2 separate regions of the Mustela erminea genome follow, and region 1 is linked to region 2. The links are chromatin contacts, called in public Hi-C maps. All regions are on one chromosome and are shown on one strand. The core of a region is the stretch at or near the end of the contact, and the rest is flanking DNA. Distances in the headings are between cores, read along the strand shown. Region 1 holds the start of INTS7 (integrator complex subunit 7). Region 2 holds the start of NEK2 (serine/threonine-protein kinase Nek2).

Region 1 (6,360 bases), core at 3,765-6,264, 290 kb before region 2:
TTCCAGAGTTTCTAAATCAACATTACTCAAATTCTTTAATTACCTGCAACATCATATATAATCCAATGGTCAAAGAGTTAAAGGAAATAATGAACGTAAATTTACCTGCCTAGCTACTAAAATATTCACAAGTAAATTCTAACTTCACTTCCTTTTTCCAATACTGAAATTCTAGGATTCTTTTTTTTTTAAGTTTTTTTTTTTTAAATAAAGATTTTATTTATTTATTTGGCAGACAGAGATCATAAGTAGGTAGAGAGACAGGCAGAGAGAGAGAGAGAGAGGAGGAAGCAGGCTCCCTGCGAAGCAGAGAGCCCGATGATGGGCTCAATCCCAGGACCCTGGGATCATGACCTGAGCCGAAGGCAGAGGCTTTAACCCACTGAGCCACCCAGGCGCCCCTGAAATTCTAGGATTCTAAAATGTCAACAAGTCACAGTATCTTAAACTATATTAGAGCAATTTTAAAGTGAGGCATTATGTACCCACCCCTAGAGTACAATCAAGCCCGGGTTAGTAATACGGTCAGAGAAGTCTTTAGAGTAGGTGAAATCAAACACGTCAAGAGATGAGTTAAGTCTTCACTGAATATACAAGAGAGAGGAAGAAATTCAGGGTAGAGGGAGCATTTATTCTGCTTGGGTCAGAGATCAAATGGGCACTATGGTCCTAAATAAATGGTAAGCCATCTTCAAAGATTTGTTCTATTATTTAGATATATAGGTCAACACATTTTAAATATATAAAAGAAACATTAAATAAATGGTTACTGAGAACTAAATGTTTATTAAGCATCAGAAGAAACAATGAAGTTACAATCTATTGAGAGCTGTTTAAATAATAAACTTCCACACTTTAGGGTACTTTCAATTATCACTTTTCATCAAGAATACTCTTTGGAGAAGACATCTAAGTCTGATATAGCCTCAGACAATTCTAGCTTTGATGTTCCTAGAGATAACCTGAAGGAATCAGTACAAAAGAGGCAAAGAATACAATCCAGATTTAGTAATTATTCCTGGGGGAGTATTACCTCAAGGCCAGGTATCGTGTAAACAAGCTATTAAAAGATCACTAAAGAAAGAATAAAATATATTGTAGAGTTCCATCTACAGTTCCATCTACAAATATCCATCTACAGAATGAATTTTAAAACAAAACCTCTGTATATATATACACTTGTGGTTTGGGAATAAAAATCATAATAAGCTAGTGATTGCAACATACAAATTCAAAAGGACCAAATCTTGGAAATTTCAGGTAGAACTGAACATGATAAACTTTGGATACCTAATTCTTTACAATTAAGCTGACTCCTTCACCTCTACCTCACTGCTTCCTGACTAACATTCAAACACCAACAAACAGCCTAACGTGGCTTAATAACTTATCCCCATCTACCCCTCCATTTCTGTAGTCCCTACAACACACAGTTGTGGACTGATATCTTGAGCAAGTTTTGGATACGTACTGTGCTATACAGTTTCCAACATGAACAAGTAATTCTTCCCCGCGTAACACTCATTTGGAAAAGCCTATTATCTCCTCAATGTACAATTTAAGCCCCTGGGATTACACACCAATTTTCCAAAGAGTATCCAAAACTCAAAGACATGAGTTTTCAGATAATCAGTTGATACAGGTACATTTCTACTACTGATCTGAGAAGATTGAGGTTCTTTTTCCTCCTCTCCCTTCATCACTGCTTTTCCTCCACTTTTCAAAAGAAAGGCATTTCCCTGCCCCAATCTTATACCTTGCATTGATCCAAGGTACAAAAACTTCTGGGACTCCAATTAAAAGATAATAGGATAATTCCTTTAATAAAGGCATCATAAACAGCAAAATCCATCTCTTTAAAAGATACACTTCCAATAAAATTTTACTTTTTGCTTCATTTATTTATCAAAATTAAGTCTATATTGTTTTGACCATTTGCATACTAGTAATCGTAACAATTCAATTCAGAGGAAACTCTTGACACTTAGAGCCTTATGATTACAGAAAATACTGAGTTTATTTTTTTCCACAGAGAAGTATGACAGCGTGATCAATAAGGATTGAAAATAACTTTTAAACTTAGACTGATATTATATTAGGATAAATTCTGTGGGAAAAATAAAGTGGAAATAAAAACAAGGGAGAAAAAGCCACTAGAGCTGACCCTCAAACACAGGTCTGAACTGTGTGAGTCCATTTATTTGTGGATTTTTTCCCCACAAATACAGTAATGTATCTGTATTTTCTCTTCTTTATGATTTTCTTAGTAACATTTCCTTTTCTCTAGCTTTATTGTAAGAATACAGTATATAACATGTGTAACATAAAAAGTACGGGTTAATTGACTATTTATGTTATTGGTAAAGCTTCCTTCCAATCAACAGGAGGCTATTTGTAAAGTTTGGGGAGAGTCAAAGTTATAGGTGATTTTTGACTGGATGGGGTTTGGTGACTCTAGCCCCTATGCTGTTCAAGGTTGAAATTTACATTGAAAATCTGGCATTTAAAGAGTTTGTTCATATTTTTAAAAAATGATTGTTATGATCATCAAATCACTATAATGTTCATATTCTATTAGATAAATTTTAAATGACATAGCATTTTTATTTAAAGATTTTATTAAGTTTAAACCTATGATAAAAACTTTCAGATAACAACTTAAAAATAAATAGAAGAGTAATCAGATTTCTACTTTAGAAAGATTGTTGGCAATAATGTGGAGAATAAACAGGAGAGAAGGAAACTAAGAGGCCACTTGGGAGCCTTGTTATAATAGACAAGTAGTTATTAGGACCCAAACTAGGGAAATGAAATGGTAAGCATAGAACAGATCCAAGTTATAGTGATGAGGCAAAATCAGTGGGGACAGAAAGAGGACAGACTCAAGAGATTTTAAGGGACTTTTAAGGGAATTTTGTATATCTTGAGGAAAACAGAGGAATTTTGATTGACTCAGGTTTCTGGCTAGGAAGACTAGTTTAAAATAATGGGACCACTTCCAAAAGTAGGTCATCTATAGCAGGTTTGGGGAAAAAGTGAGTGCAGTTTTGAGTACTTGAGTTTGAGATGTTTGTGGCACTGACCTGCTGGATGGTCACGCGGCTTTTATAGGAATAGATGTAAAGTATAGGGAATGGAAGGTTGCAAGTAGTAGTGGAAGATGCCCTGGTTGTGGCTCATCCATGAGAGTAGGGAGAAGGAGAAAAGGGGCCTAGAGAGGAACACCAACATGGAAGGAGAAAGAAGATGGTCCTCTAAGGTTCACTGCATAATCTACACCACGGAATGAATTTCAGTGTCTGACACATAACAATAAATGAGTATTTGTAAATGAGAGAGAAGGGGGAAGTAGACAGAAAGATTGGAGAATTAGGAGAATATCTGTTACACAATAGAGGCTAAGTATAAACAGCTTGCCCCTGGTCTTGCAGGCCCCTGGTCTTGCAGGCCCCTGGTCTTGCAGGCCGTAAGGAATGAAGCTGGAATTAAACCTCTGGCAGTTTAATTCCAAGACAGATCTCAATCACTGGGCACTACTGCCAGTCATGACAGAGCACAGAAGTCACCCAAGCAAGTTTCCAGCAGAGTCAGAGAGGGGCATTTAGAGTATAATCAGAAAGATTATCCGGGGGGAAGTAGGGGAGAACGGATATAAAGCTCCAGTTGGAGGCAGGAAGTTGTGGGACTACTCCTCAGTCCACTTCTCCATATCCTCTTCCCAGACCTTTGCCTTAACATAAAAAGTTCCCTTCTCAGATTCTTTTTTGTTTTCCACAGGGTTTCAAAGAAAAAGAAGACCTAGTCCGTTTTTAAATGAACGAGGTTTCATTTGTATCCAGACTCAGTCTGCGTAGTAACTCCCACCTCAGAAACGTACCAGGTTTCAGGTCGATGACACCCAAACCTAAACTCAAAGCTCCCACGGCCCGTCGTTTTACCTTAAGGATGTTTTAACCTCAAGAACTGTAGCGAGGAAGTCGGATTTCCACATACTATGGAAATATCCCCCAAATCATACCGTTACAGTGAAAAACAAAACAAACCTAACGTTTTGATCCCATTTCTGTAAATAACAATACATAGTACCTTGGCCCTGAGAGTAATCTACTTTAATCGATCACGAGTGGTTATCTCTGGGGGCTGCGGTTATGGGCATTTTTCACCCTGTAATTCCGTATTTTTACGCACATGCAGTAATCAGGGGGAACATTTTTCGGACCATGCTGGAAGCAGATGTTGTCTTCTCGGCTGGAATGAGTTCCTTAATAGCGGATCACACTCCCAAGTATATCTAAGCGAATAGTAGGGCTCACTAAAGTTCTACAACAAACTAATCAATGAATCGACAAATCAGTCAGCGAACACGAGTCCTGACGATCTCACAAAGCTGTGGAGCCGCGCGCACACACACAAATGCACGCATTTTCCAGTTACTGTGCAACACTGAAGCCGTAAAGAAGGCCGGTCGATTCGACTCTCTTCCCTCCGTCAGCCCACATTACGATTTTAAAAATCCCGATTACGATTAAAAGTGTCCCAAGGGCAAGAAAGCGCAGCTTGTTTCAGCAGTCCTCGCTAACACGAACTCACTCCGGCCATGGGAGAAGTCGGGGGCTGGGAAACAGAGTTGGAGTCGGCCTTGGTCCGCCGCGTTGTTCGGGGCAGGCGAAGCCCGCCAGCGAGAAGAAGCGGTTAGGGCCGTTACTCACCATTTCTCGGGACGCCGAACTGGGGCTGGCGGAGCACCGAATTGAAGAGCATCTGGGCCAGAGGAAAAGGTTCAACTGACAGAAAAGCCGTGAAAATGCCCCCCAGCTTCAGCAAAAATCGTATCTTGCGCCCCTCAGAACACGACTAGTTATTGCCTCCAACTCCCGCCACAGTAAGCCCCGGCCACCAAACTCCCCGCCAAACTGACGTCACGCCGTCTGATTGGCTCCCGCGGCGGCGTCCGGGCGCCTCCGAGTCACTTCCCCCTTCCAATCCCCGCCTCCTTTTCTCCGAGCCGCGGGAACCCAGGGTTCAGGAGCTCCCTGAGCGCCTGCGCGGGGGGCCGCAGAGGCGCTGGCGAACGGCGGGGTGACCAGGACGCATGCGTAACAGGGCTTGACAGAGCGCGGAGGAAAAATCCGCGAGAAGGTGGTGGAAGAAGATGGCGGTGCTGGGGCAGAGTTTGCAATCTTTTTAAATAGGCTAGTCGAGTGACTATTCGGGTCATGGCGTCAAACGCAACTAAATCTTTCCTGGCAGATGCCGGCTATGGCGAACAGGAGCTGGATGCTAACTCTGCCCTTATGGAATTAGACAAAGGTATTCGAAAGAGCGGGCTGAGCGGGTGAAACGGGCGTGGGGGGCAATGGCGCCACCAGGCGGTGGCAGCCGTCAGTCAGGCGCATGCGCCTAGCTTCCCGGGGCGGGGGCGAGGGCGGGCACCTATGCTTTCCGAGAGTCCAGAGCACTTGCAGGTTTGGGAGATTGCAGGAAAATTGCAGCGTTGCTATTTTGGCTTTGCACCAGCTGAATAAGTAGAGAGCTCCAGTGACGGGCCGTGTTTGACCGCTTGAGGGCACAGTCCCCCGATTTTCCAAGCAGTTTGTAAAAATGCTACATTCAAATTGTGAAATTATTTGTCAGTAGGTTCAGTTGAAACAAGGTCTTCATCAAGAGTGCTGAATAATAATCTTGCACCCACTTTATAACGATGTATTTTATTTCTGTAACTTACCTACGGGTTACTAGACATTAAATACGACCAAGAAAATCCGAAAAGCATAGCTCCTCTTTCGTATAAATTCCACGAGTTCTGTTTTCCTTTGGGAGGAGGGGTGGGAGGTGTAGGGCTGCTTGGTGTAGTGAAAGGAGCTGGGACTTAGACTGAGTCGAATTCTAGTGCCACCGATTTTATGATCATGGGCAGGTCACCCAACTTCACCCAACCTTGTCTTTTTTGTCTGCAAAGTAGATCCAGTACCATTGAGCTTGCAGGACTGTTGTAATATTAAGCGATATAATTGTATGCAAAAGAATCCATTATTAAATGCTAAAACAGATATGCCTTCTTAGATAAGGCTATGGAAGGCAGATGCGAATATTTGACAGGTTTCAGTGATTTTTATTGAATGGGGGAAACATTTGCCACGTGGTATAGTTAATTCTTCATTAACTAGAACCAATATATAATACATTGAGAATTGGGACTACAGATTAGAAGGATCTGTCTTTAAGTCCACTTTGAGCCGGGTTCCCAGCTAACTTTTTTGGGATTTCATTTTCTTGTTTTCTAATCTGTAAACATTTCTAGTGGGTAGGTCTAGGTAAGAGTTTCTCAGACTTTTTAAAAAGCTTTTAACTCCTTTTGAT
Region 2 (5,853 bases), core at 1,310-3,809:
CAAGGTAACCACACACACGCTTTGCTTCACCAACCTGCAGCCCGTCCCTTGCCTCCTAATTCCCACTCGTCCCTTAGAGGTCATTCAGATGCCACCTCTCTGGGAAACATTTGCCCTGACCGGCACTCCCTGCCATCCTCATCAGCTCTGGGCTCCTCCTCCTGTGTTCCCTGAACATTTAGGGAAAGCTCTTCCAGAGTGATGATCACCCTGAGTAGGGAGAGCTAGTTTACACCTGTCTCACCTGTCCAGGGGCACATCTCACTGTGTCTGTCGTTCAGTCAATGTTGCTGGAAAGGTAGAGAATGAGGAGAGGGGATACCAACAAATCCAATGCAGACACAGCTTCTTAATAAAAACTGTCACCTGGGTCAAACCAAGAGCTCAACAGCCCAGTGTTCTGGCTCTAACAGCAGTTCCAGTGAATGTTCTGGAATGTGAGATAGAATCACAACGTGTCAAGCCTGAAGGGTCAATTAAGGTCATCTGATTTCACACTCTCATTTTAGAGAGGCGGAGCCGATTCCCTAGGTGACACAGCTTTAGGAAAACAGACAGGGGCTCCTAGACAGCAACTACCCCCTTCTACACTTTCACTCTGCTGCCCCCTGAAGGGAGAGCCGGGAGGGTTCCCCAGCGGCTGCTCCCTTAGAAACACATCATGGCTTCAGCATCTGAGATTAGTTTTAACACTTCTTCTTTACCAATTTATATTCTCAATATTCTCAGAGATAACAGATACCTTATTTCACAAGTATCATGAAAAATCATGTAAAATTTGTGAATGGCTCACTTTGTCGGAAAGTTTATCTTTATACTGAACACAAGTCAGCCTTGGGTCCAGTCTCCGTCTTGAACATGTGGTAGAGCTCAGAACTCGACACTATTTGGTTTTCAAAGATGAACTGTTTCTCATCATACTCTTCCCTCTGCTGCCTGGCATCATGTCCAAAGCTGACTCTTAGCCTGAGCCTTGCCTTTCTGTTTATATGAAACAGTGTGTCACCATTAGGGCCAGTCTTGGTAACATCTCCTTTTTTTCTAGAATGTAGTTATCCCCTCAGCACATACGATGTCATGAACATTTTTTCGGAAACATATTTTATCTTCTGATTTTTATAAACAAAGAATCTCTCTCTCTCTTTTTTTTTTCTTCTAGAAATCTTTATTAAGCACTTGAAAGAATTTCCGTAATCCCTGACTTCGGCTTGCTCCTGGGAATTGTGGAAAGAAAACACACAAAGCATTTGTCTGAGGTTTGAAATGTTCAGTATGCAAATCTCAGTTTCCCGGCAGGACAGGGCTGGTGTGCGTGAGGGATGCTTCCTCCTTTACTACATGGTGATTTACAGCCCTCTAGTGGGTCTTTCACGTAACATTATAAGGGACGCTGAGGGCCCTGAGGTATGGCTTTGTTCTTTTGTTTGTCCCTTCACTTGTTTCTCCCTCCCTCCCTTCATTCATTGACTCACTCACTCATTCATTCATTCAATGTACAGAAGCCAGTGGAGTGCCCATTTCTGTTCCAGGCACGTTTTAAGAGCTGGAGATACTGCAGTGAACAAAATAGACAGCAACAAAAATCCCATGCATTAGTTACTCAAGACAAAGAAAACAGTGAGTTGAACACATCTGGGGCAAAGACCAGGAACTTGATCTTGAACATGTTAAGTTAGAGATACTCACTAGTCTTCCCACTAGCTTCTCTCCAAAATTAGCTTGTGTCTCTGAGAACCCTCATAATGCAGATAATCTCTTTATTTGGGATTTCACCACATTTCTGTTAAAACTGGTCACGTGAGTAAGAAGACCGTGAGGACAGTGAATTTGGCCCTGGGTGTGAGCGAGAAGTTCACGCCTTGGCCCCGTTCTCATGGAACTGCTCAGCTCTTAGTTCTCTGTTCAGTGTTATCTTGGTTTCTGTCTCGGTTCTCTATTTTCTTAATTCTGACCACAATTTGTAATGGTTGAGTTTCTCTGTGCATGAGGCACATCAGTACATCTCTCTTCTCCACCGTCAGGACTGCATGTGAGTCCTACTCCCTGGGGTATCTTCGGCACCTGGCAGGGTCTCAGTTTATGTTTGTTGAAGATTGAGAGTTTTTGTTGTAATAGGTCAGAGAAGATAGAGCTACACAAGAAGCTAGGGATAAAGACTAGTAAACGGCATATTCTGAATGAGTAAAAAGCACAGTTAATTCCTCTTTTAGGAGAACACCGTGGGTTGAAGGGAGTAGGGAAATTTTCGGGGAAGAAACCGGGTGCAATCCGAGTATTAAAAAATTGGTGGACAATGGAGGAAGGAGAGAGGAAGTGATGGGGGAAGGGGTGTTTCCTGTACAGTGTTCGTGATTGGCCTGCATATGCTCCTTGGCTTCCAGTGTCTCTGTTCTAGTGTCCAGAGGAGCTCTGTCCAGCAGAGTATCCAGTGGACTCTGCTGGGCTGTCTTGCCCCTTACTGTCCCCCAATGGTATGGACTAACTTTGGCTGGTTGTCAGGGTTTGTCCTGCCATGTCTATGTTACTTTTTTCTTCATCATTGTGATCAAGGCTCTCTTGTCTCTTCTCTAATGAACACCTAGCGTATCAACGCCTATCATCACACCTGGCACATAGTAAGTGCTCAATAAATATTTGTTGAATGAACGTATGTGTCTAGATGCCACTCTCCATACTCCTGGGATGGCCATCCCCTGATATTTTCTGCCACGGGGCTGGGACATTTGAAACATGTGTACTTCAGGGCTCACTCCAGATCCTTGCATGATTATTAATAAACTACTCTCTCATACTTTCATTTAACAAAAATTAATTGCATGCCCCCTTTTACAGAACTTATAATGGCTGCCAGGAGCTTGGAGCTAAGCTACTGCCAGACCCATGTAAACAAATAATAATAAATAACAAGGGAAATATTGATTTATGTACAAGGGGGTCTGTGAACACTGTAAATGGAAAAAAATAGCTTGTTTTAGCAAGCTAGAAGGGTTTCCTAGGGTATAGGAAAGTAAGTTGGTATTGAGTATCAAAAGACAAGTTGTATCCTCTAGACAGACTTGGGGGGTGAATGAGTGGTTAAGGGAGTTGGGTGGACAGTATTCCAGGCAAGCGGAAAAACAGGTACAAAGGTGATGGTGGTAGTAGGAGCTGAGAAAGTGTGCCAGGTTTGGAGAACTGGAGCAAAGCCTGAGAGCAGAAGAGTGGCCAGAGAGAAGGTGCAGGGCTGGATTTGGGGCAGACCAGTCAAAGAGCCCCATGCACGTCAATCTTTAAGAAGTACTAAAATAAAAAATACAGTTTCAATTAGCTCAGACACTTGTGGCTCTTTACATAACTTTTGAAACCTAAATTGGTCCTATTCCCTTGAGGTAAGACAGTGTCCTTGAATGTTATTTTAATAATGCTTCTGGCTGGCAATTCCAATTATGCTGTATTCAGTGCATGTAAGAAATTCTTTATTTTAAACAGAAACTGGTTTGTAATTCTTATTAATAGAAAATCAAGTTCCTTTCAACTCCATGTTGAACAGATATTTAAAGAAAATTGACCTACTTATGCACTGTCAAATTATTAGTCTTCTGGTAATGGACTATTTCTCCTTCGAGGCCTGGCCCCCCATCCAGGTAAAAACAGGACTCTTTGATCTGCCTAGGTGAGCGAGGCACCGGGAAGAAGCTATAGCTTATGACATATTGTCAATTAATTATGTGTTTGGCACCCCAAATAACCTATGTAGTAGTCTTTTCTAATAAAAATTTTTTGTAGGAGTCTTAAAGGTAAACCTGTTTCTGTCCTAGAGCCACCATATTTTCCCACATATTCCAAAATATCAAGGACTTCCATATTCTACACTGAGGTTTTGCATACATCCTGTGCATGTGAAACAGGACTCTAAATTTAGTGTTCAAAAATACAGTCTCTCTATGATGACTACACCCTAAAGTCGTGCGTAAGCTTTAAATCATTTCTATGAGCATCTACTGTTTTCAAATCGATTTCTTCTCTTCCTGGCTGTTGGACCTAAAACAAATAATCTAACCTTTCTGTGCTTCCATTTCCTCATGGGAAAGAACACTAATTCCCGCATTATAGGTCTGTGCTGAGGAATAAACGAGACAACACGTGTAAAGTGCTTGGCACAGTCCCCGACCACAGTCTGAACCGTTCACCTATCTTCAGCAGAGCTTCTGTACTCTGCATCTCAGCACTGAGCTCCCAGTCTGCAGTGTGACCCCGCCCAGGCTCGGGGTTCAGGAACCCAGGAGGAGGGCGTGTGCAGAAGAGAGTGCTTAGTGTAAGGGGTCAGAGTGCAAAGGTCAGAAGGTGGCAGGTGGTGGCAGTGTGCAAAGAAGTCCAAGGAGAGGTCCCCGGACTTCGATTACCTTGGCGACCTCAGCGGGAGGGACAGACTTGCGGAGATCCGCCTACACCCGCTTTCTATCCCTGCCTCTTTTTGGCTTAGCTCCGCCCCTTTCTCCCGAAGCTGGCGCGGGGCTGAAGGGGAGCAGACGCCGACAGCGACGCCGACGCGGTTGCCTAGCGATGCGCCTTTCCCAGGATGCCTAGGATGTTGTGTTCTTTTAACCAATCAGAGAGGCGAAGCCAGCTCACCGCGGGCCAATAGGCTGCCAGGCCAGGGCCCGCGTCGGTTAAACCGGGCTGGAGACTGGTGCGGCCAGGTAGGTATTGTGGCTCGGAGACCCCTCCGAGCCGGCAGAACGACCTGCAGGAGGTCTGCGGAGGGCCCGGCCATGCCCACTCGGGCGGAGGACTACGAGGTGTTGTACACCATCGGCACGGGCTCCTATGGCCGCTGCCAGAAGATCCGGAGGAAGAGCGACGGCAAGGTGAGCGCGGGCCACCTCCGTGTCTCCGCCCCTGCAGCGGTTTCGCCCGCCTGCGGCGAGCGCCCTCGGCCCCTGGGATGGCGGAAGAGCGGGAGGCCTGGGGCTGTGGGTCTCCACGGCGGGTTGCCGGGAAGAGCTTATCTCTTCCAGGTCTGTGTCTGCCCTGGGTCGCGCAAGGGCTGGGAGACTGCATCTGTTAAGATCTCTGTTTTTGTTTTCTTCCCTTTCTCTTCCCCTTTCTTCCTTTTTCCCGCCTTGACTTGCTAAGGGCCTCCCATTAGTGACAGGTAGCTGAGTCTTGAGCTCTTTCAGAGTAGAGTATCCTCTTGGACATGGGAAAGAGGCAGGATCAGCAGAACCTGGAGATTTTGTCTTGCAGTCAGAACTCATTTAAAATAACCATTCTTCGGATTTTTGGATTCTTAATTTCCCAGTGTGTGTAGGTAGATCTTATACAGGAGGAAACAATGGAGAAGGAACTGCTGATGGAGAGATCTTTACTAAGGTCTCTCACTCTGGAAAAGTTTGGTTGGAATGATGGACTTTGCCCCTGCTCCAGCTTTGACCAAAGTACCTTCCGCCAACCTGCCCCAAAGCAACTTAGGGTAAGGGGTTGGGGGAGGCCTAAAGTGCCTCATCCCGCTCTCTCCCGCTGCACAATTTATTGGTTGAAATTTAGGGTAAAGTTACGGAAATAAACGCAGGGGCTCTAAAGTTCATTGAAATAAATAAATTAGATGATAATGATCGTGTGAGCTATTTAATAGAGAAGTGACTTCAAAAAATTTTAAATTTTAGAATGCTCATTCTTTGTCTCTGAGAATAAAGAGTTCACTCATACCTTGGAAATTCTTACTTCAGATATTAGTTTGGAAAGAACTTGACTATGGCTCCATGACAGAAGCTGAGAAACAGATGCTTGTTTCTGAAGTGAATTTACTCCGCGAACTGAAACATCCAAACATCGTCCGTTACTATGATCGAATTATTGACCGAACCAACACAA

The links. Hi-C and Micro-C count contacts between places; a contact is called where the count stands out from the background.
Region 1: a Hi-C map of fibroblasts shows a contact between it and region 2, with 6 times the contacts expected there. The contact joins the promoter of INTS7 here to the promoter of NEK2 in region 2. A contact is called at or near these places in 2 of 3 Hi-C or Micro-C datasets (fibroblasts and spleen).

Annotation. Positions count from the first base shown.
Region 1 is chr17:12,677,238-12,683,597 of mMusErm1.Pri, reverse strand. It overlaps INTS7 (integrator complex subunit 7), which reads left to right and starts at 5,014. Exons shown (of 20, transcript XM_032319138.1): 1 at 5,014-5,310. The coding sequence starts at 5,217. DTL (denticleless protein homolog) reads right to left here and starts at 4,978. Exons shown (of 16, transcript XM_032319141.1): 1 at 4,710-4,978. The coding sequence starts at 4,761.
Region 2 is chr17:12,388,926-12,394,778 of mMusErm1.Pri, reverse strand. It overlaps NEK2 (serine/threonine-protein kinase Nek2), which reads left to right and starts at 2,559. Exons shown (of 8, transcript XM_032318626.1): 1 at 2,559-4,847; 2 at 5,709-5,853. The coding sequence starts at 4,752.